Regions from separate parts of the Mus musculus genome. Here region 1 is linked to region 2. The links are chromatin contacts, called in public Hi-C maps. All regions are on one chromosome and are shown on one strand. The core of a region is the stretch at or near the end of the contact, and the rest is flanking DNA. Distances in the headings are between cores, read along the strand shown.

Region 1 (4,132 bases), core at 679-3,178, 930 kb before region 2:
AACCCTCAGTGCTCCCAGGGAGTAAACCACCAACCAAACAGTACACACGTAGCAACCCATGGCTCCCCCAGTATGTGTAGCAGAGGATGGCCTTGTTGGACATCAATGGGAGGAGAGGCTTTTGGTCCTGTAAGGGTTCAATGCCCCAGTTTAAGGGAATGCCAGGACTGGGAAGCACAAGTGGGTGGGTAGGGGAACACCCTCATAAAAGCAGGGGAAAAGGGGATGGGATTGGGGTTTTTCAGAGGGGAAACCTGGAATTTGAAATGTAAGTAAAGAAAATATCTAATAATAAAAATTCAAAAAAATTAAGAAAAGAACAGAGAGTTATAGTACTCACTAAGGAGATGAGTTTCATTTGAATCAGAATATAAATGAATTTAATCAGTCTCTGGAATTTAAGAATGTACACTGAAGTCTTGGAGGATTCAGTAAGTAGAAGTGATACAGCATAGAAGAAGGATGCGGAGCTCAACAAGCAAACTGGTGGGCAAAGGAAACATTAACTGTAGTTTTATGGCCATGAAGTAATTCTAATGCTCACCAGCTCACACTATCTTCACGTTCCTCCTGTGTAAGGACTACACAAGAGTAAGTCCATTAACATTTCATCATGCATGCAGAGGGTCTTCTGGGGATTTTCCCATCCAGTGGAGCTAATGGTTCTTAAGAATACTGGGGGAGAAGAAGTCATTCTTTCCAGTGAAGTATAGCTTCTGGTGAGTTACACATCCTCCAATTGATAGCTTTGAACCTATATTCCAAAAAATAGTCTTGTTTTTACCCAGTGGTTAAATTAATGAACAAATTTTAAAAAATCCATTAAAATAGGATAAAGACTTAGTGCAGGAAAGGCATGGGGGAGGGTGGGCCTAGGAAGAGAGATAGTAGACAACAAATGGATGAGTATGATCAGAATGGATTATATGCCTGTATGAGATCTTAAAGAATAAACACTCAAATAATAAACTTAATCTTAAAAATAGTATAACTATCCCTAAAATATATTTATGATGGCTTTTTCCTTATGTCATAAAAAGGGAAGAAAATGGTTTCCTTTTTCTTGAAGGTAGTATTTCCACTGCCAGTGACTATTCATAACTGTAGTTAATTTTGCTTTTCTATTCCATTGTTGTATAACACAAATTGAGCCTGTATTGCACAACCAATTAGCATCTACCTCTACACCTATACATATCTACACACACACACACACACACACACACAGAGGCACACACATGCACATGCATTTACGTTATGTCCTCTAGAATCATTTTAGACTTTAACCATAATTAATGTATGGAAAGAAATTTTTAGTATTGCTACTCATCTGTACTGCTTAAGTCTTAAGAACATGTTATTTCCCCTCACTTTGAAAGCCTATATTTCAATCTCTAATGTAATGAATGCAGGAAATTCATTCCAGTGCTAAAGACATAATCCAATCAGTATAACGACTTTGGAGGAAGAAAGGAGGCTATATTTCCATCTAGTGCTGTAAAGAGCAAGATAACAGAGGGAGATCCTGGTAGAGGAGAGACTTGGAGCTGCTCTTGTGTCTTTAGCAAGAGAAAGAGACAGAACACAGCAGCAGAAAAACCTGTCTTCATTTGTAAGCTTCCCACCCCCCACCCCCCAGCTTCAAATCCATTTTACAAATGGACTGAAGCAATAACTAAAGGAATTTGTACCCCAATAAAATCACCATTTTGAATGACAGCTCTGCTGCTTGGGGAAAATTTATCATAGTTCAAGTGTTTCTGTAATGAGCAGAAGTAAATGTAAACTCAACTACCTGGATGCAGTCACTGAACTTAGATAATTATTTCCCAATCAAAAAAAAAAAAAAAAAAAAAGAACATCCTCTTTTGCTTTGGCATGCCCTGGTGTCTGTTAGCTAGGCTTTTTATAGCTTTAATTGAAATTTCATAATCGCAGAGTTCAAATACAGAACAGAAGAACAGGTTTGAGTCAGGAATCGGGAACAATATCATTCCCTAGGAGTGCTTCGTCTTTTTCAGAAAAGAACCAAAAGAAAAAAAAAATTCCCAGGCTTTTATGAGACTTTGTGCCTCTACTGATTCCTGGTAAAAGAATTTCTAGTCTGCGGTTACAAGCTATTAAAGAACAGCCTGGGGCTGAACTCAATAGGGAAGTGAATGGAAGAGTTTGATGGGCTTACCCAGATTACGGTTTAGCTAGTTTATTGGAGAATTTAAGAGGAAAAAAAATATGAAGGAAAACCCTTGGGATTCAGGAAAAGCCAAACGAATTTGGACCAAATGTGTTGTGAAGCAAAGTGTGTTTTTAAGAGAAATGCAATCCATGTTTCTGACTCATTTACAATGACCTTATCAAAATGCTATGCAAGGAAAGCTACTCAGGGTCCAAAAACTCTTCTCAGCTTCTAAACAGCATTTCAAAATATTTTTTCTGGTTTGATTATAAATGAATTCAAATTCTAAAAGGTCCACCAAGATCACTAAAATTCTCAAGAGTCATCATATTGAAAAAGAATTTAAGCTCTGCAATTTTCTCTTTCTAAGTCATTAAAATGGTTACAGCAGGTTTAATTCAGTTGGAGACTTTCAATTGCATAATTACAATCACACCAAAAATCAAGGAAAAGCTCCTAGGAGTTTTTAAAGTTATTTTGCACAATCATTATTCATCATTAAGAAAAAAATAACCAAAGTCTCTTGACTTTCTTTCTCTCTACTGTAATAGCAGTTTCCTAATGTTTCCTAGGGAACTCGAAACAAGTTGGCTAAGACACTGCATTGCTATATTTTGTCCTGATGCCCTATAATTTTTTCACATGCTACATATATATTAGTTTGCTGAGAAATACAGAGGGTCAGAGATGGAGGTTATTGTGGTAATTTAGCTCAAACACTGAGCTTTGAAATGGACAAAATTGCTATTCATAAGTTTAAAAATTATACCATAACAGTTATTAATAATATTAATGTTTGATAGCAGAAATTGCCTTTTACTGCCATCAAGATTACCTGAATGCTTCCAAAATGATGACACTCACTCTCTTTAATATGCTACCTCTCTGAGCCTGCTATCCCTAGGCTAATAATATCGAATGCTGTCTCCCACAGGCATGATATTCCCCTGCTTAGACTGTTGTACATCCCATACCCTCGGCCTTTTACTCACTCATTCTCTTTCCTCTGTAGTTATCATCTATCAAGCAGCAAGGTTACTAAAAAGCCTTGCACATCCATGGCTTTAAAATCTCCCAATCAACTATCCTCAAGTTCTCCATCACACACTGAGGCTTGTGAAATTCTATTATAAACTACACACTAGATCTTAAGAAAATGAGGTCCTACCACAACAGCCTCAGCAGCCTGGGATCTCATCACCCTTCCTTGTTCACAGAAGCCTCAGTCAAACTTAGTGACTATATGCTTATTTTACCTTGGATGAAGAACTATTAACCCAGATATCCTCCTGGACTGTCCTTCACATGCAAATATCAGGTTAATGTCATCTCAGCAGAAAGTTGTTTCTTCTCTTCTCCATTAAAAAAGTAATAGATCTTACATCTCCGTTTCATTTACTTTTCTTCCTGAATCTCTATACTGAATGATGACATACATTTCCTTTGATGACTGGTTTTTCACCGATTCCCATTGCTAGATAGCAAATATAATAAGGAAATGATATCTTCTGCCGGGTGCATCATCAGTGTAGGAGAAATGTATTCCTAACTAATTAAGATCTATTATACTCTTATGTGTGCAATAATGATATCCTGAAATGAAAAACATCTTTCAGAGTTGGTCATTCAACCTCACCCAGAATTGACTCCTTCCCTGTAACATGAAGCTCTTCCTCTATAGTCATCTATGAGTCATCAAGCCTACCAAGAGAACTTTTTAAGAAAGCATGGTGGTGGACTCAATCCATCACCATGTCGCTTTCCTCAGTATTGTAAGTTTACACACTTTGGAATGTGATCTTACAACTTTTTACGTCTGTTCAGCAGCAGCCATGAGCACTATAGCTTACTTGCATATCAAAGAATGTGCAGTATCTCATCTTACATTTGCAATGATTTGGGGTCTTACAAAAAATTAAGAAGAGAGGGAAAACTTTGCACAGCTCTTATGCATGT
Region 2 (4,040 bases), core at 1,485-3,984:
TAGATAAATTCATCAAGGAAAAACACAGGATCAAACTCTAAAAGCCATCTCAGGAAATGATTCGTTTCAGACGTTTGCCTCAGGTCAAATTAAATTTTCAGCCATCTCTAAAACCCACGTCTGTCTATATTTTTAAAAAAGAGATTTAGATTAAATAAGCTTCCCAGATAACCTCTAATATATGATCAATTTTTATGTCATACATACACTTTTTTTTATGACTGGTAGAATAGATGAGAACAGGATAAATCTTCCAGAGTGTAGTAGATGTCACTTTACAAATGACAACAGAGACTGGGGGGAGAAAAATAGATGACTTTCCTGAGGTAACAAATTTTCATTTACTTCTCTAGTTATTCATTTATTCAGCATGCGCTCAAAACCAGCTATCTGTTGTTTATTCTCCATAGTCCCAGTTGCAGACTGAGAAAAATGCAGAGTATGAGTCTGCTAGAGCTACAGTAACAAGCCACCACATACTGGATATGTGAGACAACAGAAATGTACTGCTTCACCTCTGGAAGGCTGAGGTCGGAAATCAAGGTATCCGTAGGTGTGACCTCTCCAGGGGTCTGCAAGAAACTTTTTATTCCATGCTCCTACCCCACCCTCATCCCCACTCTCACCCCATGTTTTACTATGGGCCTCTGGTCCTTTCATTTCCCTTTTGATGATTCACCCTTATATTTTTGAATATCAACTACATGCCAAGCCATAATTGAAGAAAAAGGAAAAACAAAATCAGAATTGGCCTGTAAACTTTTGTGGGATAGTTCTCTTACTGTTGTTGGTTTTGAGTCATTGTTGTGTGTTTCTTTGGGGAAATGCCAGGAATCAATCCAGGGCTATGTGCATGCTAGGTAACTCTACTACTTGGCTAGATCCTCTGTCCTTTCCGCTGACTTCCAAGAGGAAGAAGGACTGTAGAGCCCCTCAGCGAGTTATTCATGCTTCTGAAGTCATTACAACTTTATGAAGCTCATCTGTGTGCCATATATTGGTAATGGCTGACGCTGGAAAAAGCAAGGTCAGTTGATGTCTTAGTTTCATCCAGGTACAACCTGACTAACACTTGACACCCGGTGACCTACATCACAGAACAATGGCTTTTTCTCCTCCAAATGATAATTGTTCTTGAAATTCTGAAGAACTAGAATTTCTCGTTTCTTTACAATCTTCCATAGTCCATGTAGCCCATTATCTCTTCAAATGCTACCTACCGGATTCTGTGGACTGACTATTCTCTGCTTAGCTCAAGATTTTACTAAATAAATTCTTGACCCAGAGGATACAGGTGTCATTGATGGTATGGATGGCACTGTGGTCACTGAAATCACAGCTTACCGGAAGGCAGACACGATACTTCCATTAACCCAGCCCAACACTAACTTGATGTGACTGATAATCAAACTACCACACTGGCTTACATTAAATACCCGAACACGTGTACTTTTTTTTTTCTTCAGTTTTGAACTCCAAGTCTATCAGACTTCATCCGGTTTTGATCTAGCAACTGCATGTCTTGATACTGGCTCTGGGCAGGACTCTGCCCCTACTGCATTGTGATGGAAAACGGAAGTCCCCAGATCATTCACTGTATGACTCTCATTGGGTCATCTGACATTCATGAACCTCAGGTTTTGCTCACTGGAAAAACAGTACTGGGGGTGGGCACTAGCAGTCATAATCCTCTGAAGCATCAGGAGACTCCACTGAGGTGCACAGGGCAAAAGTTATTTTGCAGAGTGGAAAACATTATGCAAATGTGAGTTGATAGTAGGGCTGTTGGCTTTTCTTTTTTTTGTCTGTCAACTTCAGAGGTGATTAAGCATATTTTCTGTCTTTAGTCAGTGCATTGACTCAAGTGCCAAACAGATTAAGACCAAAATATTGACCAATGTGCTTTGGATTTTTTTACAACCTGTATGACTCTACCTGATGCTATGATGACCCAATCTGAATATACATAGTTCGCCTTAGCCGCAGACCTCGTTGAGCCTGGCTGTGTGTCAGCTAATACGGTGTAGTTGTTGCCCTCAACAGCTCTGAGGCAGGCATAGTTGGCTTCGGTTCTAGCTCAGCAATTTGCATAAACTATTTGATCTCCTGCGATCCCTGTTTCTTATCTTCTGAACGGGAAGATAAACAAAGTACCAGCTCAGACAGAGCATTAGATGGGTAAGTGTAACGGGTAAATGGGCTGCACTTGTTGAGATGACAATAGCCACTCACCGTGAGGTTCTTCTCTTAGGATATTATTGAGAAAGTGATGTTTTTACTAGTCAACCCTGTGATTTTATAAAGTTGTTCCATTTCAGAAGCAAGAAGCTCACTTAAACTAGCATAACTTAACTCGCTGAGTTCCTTGTGAACCTGTGTGCATGCCTCATAAACCACCACATTCCTTAGTTACTGCTCACAAACCATTACATTAGAAAATCCACCCATGGCTTTCTCTAGGCTCACTATGGAAGAATAGCTGACCTATTTTCGGTCTCTGGAATCTATCCTCCTTTTAGAAAAATGAATCAACATTTCCCTTTTTTCATTCATCTTTTGGTTTCTTGAAGACTTCAGTAACTTCTGAGATTAATCGTCAGTTCACATTCACCCATTCAGTGAGACTAGCTAGAATGTGCGCTATTTGTCCAGCATTCCAGTGTTCCCAGTGGCTGGGCACAGCTTATACCTGGAGCTGTCAGCTAGAGCTCATTTATTGCAGTCAGGTTCTGGCCAACTGTCCAGTCATCTCTGTAGACTTACAGTCAACCCCTTCTTTGCTTTGTTTGTGTGTGTGGACAAGTCAGATAAGGCTGAGTCATAATTTCCTCCCCCAACAAAATAGGATAATAATAACAGCTATGACTACCACACAGAGTGAAAATAAATGAGGTGAAGTGCAAAAAGCATGCCCCCCACCAAAAAACAAAAACAAAACAAAACAAAAAACCCAAAGCAAGCATACAAAATGAAAGTCTTGTTTGCTCCTCCTCTTATATCCTGCAGACCACTTTATTTGCTGCAGAACTTGAAAGCAAAATCTGAATTTAATAGTTCTGTTAGCTGTTATCATTACACCATCTGCCCCAGGCAGCTTGGCTATCACTTCCTTGTTCTTCTACTCTTAAACACAAAGGAAAATATCCTTCTTGTGGTCTTTAACAGTTCCGGTGAACCCAAATTATTTGTTTTCTATTAGCACCCCTGTAGTATATTCCCCATTAAGATACAGGGACAGTCAGAGCCATCAAGACCTGAAAAAGACGAGGGAACAACAAGAATGCAAAGGAAGAGTTGGTGGGGTTGAAAAAATGAAGCTGAATGTGGTCAATGGAGCTGAACATATACTGTGTTTCATGGAACCAGAGATGATTACGCTATGGGAACGCAGCTGAGGAGTGACGTGGACTCTCTGGTTAATAATAGGAAGCATAATAAGAGAGATTACATATGGAGTTTTGCAAGCAGGCACAAAAGAGTCTATTAGGCGGTGTCTTTAGCAATAACTTTTCAAATGAAGAAACACTGCCCAAACTATCACTTTTATGTACAGTGCTAAATAAGATGAGGGAGGCACGTCAACCCACGCAGTTCTGTGAGGAAACTTCTGGAGGAGGGGAAGTAATATGGTGTATGCATAAATATTCAGAGTAATATGGTTGGCAAGGGACAGAGAAATTAAAATGTCTCAAGTAGATTATTGTCAGACCTGTTGACTTCTGTACCTTCTCCTTCCATTTCAGCCAGACCTGGGCACATGGTTAGGTACCATGTAGGCTGAGGTTTTATGGGAGAGCACAGAATATCATCTTTTTGTCTCTTAACAATGTAGGAGCACTGTACTGTATGTAACTGTGATTAGTTCACAAATTAAGATCTTTTCCCTAAGAGAAGGGCCTTCCTATCACCTTCAAAGAGGAAGACTGTCAAAAGCCAGACTTTCTATTATAAAATGGTTTTAAATATAATGAAACTTCAAGCAACCATGCGTCTCAGGGCAGAAGTGGAAACACTATTCTGTTGGGGTCAAACTCACTTGC

What was found. Hi-C and Micro-C count contacts between places; a contact is called where the count stands out from the background.
Region 1: a contact with region 2 is called in a Hi-C map of bone marrow-derived macrophages, with 12 read pairs. The contact joins two enhancer-like sites. A contact is called at or near these places in 1 of 15 datasets of contacts at CTCF or cohesin (pro-B cells) and 1 of 484 Hi-C or Micro-C datasets (bone marrow-derived macrophages).

The regions. Positions count from the first base shown.
Region 1 is chr10:16,619,148-16,623,279 of GRCm38.p6, forward strand. No RefSeq gene overlaps it. Among named protein-coding and RNA genes, the nearest start is that of Gm20125, 470 kb to the right of the region's middle. Within about 2 kb of position 1,929, at least 39 of the 459 cell types and tissues checked have an H3K27ac peak or open chromatin away from gene starts, as enhancers often do. A contact at or near this core is called in bone marrow-derived macrophages, where this site is marked.
Region 2 is chr10:17,547,372-17,551,411 of GRCm38.p6, forward strand. The region is part of intron 3 of Gm32543 (a long non-coding RNA gene); the gene reads right to left. Among named protein-coding and RNA genes, the nearest start is that of Gm32656, 110 kb to the right of the region's middle. Within about 2 kb of position 2,735, at least 94 of the 459 cell types and tissues checked have an H3K27ac peak or open chromatin away from gene starts, as enhancers often do. A contact at or near this core is called in bone marrow-derived macrophages, where this site is marked.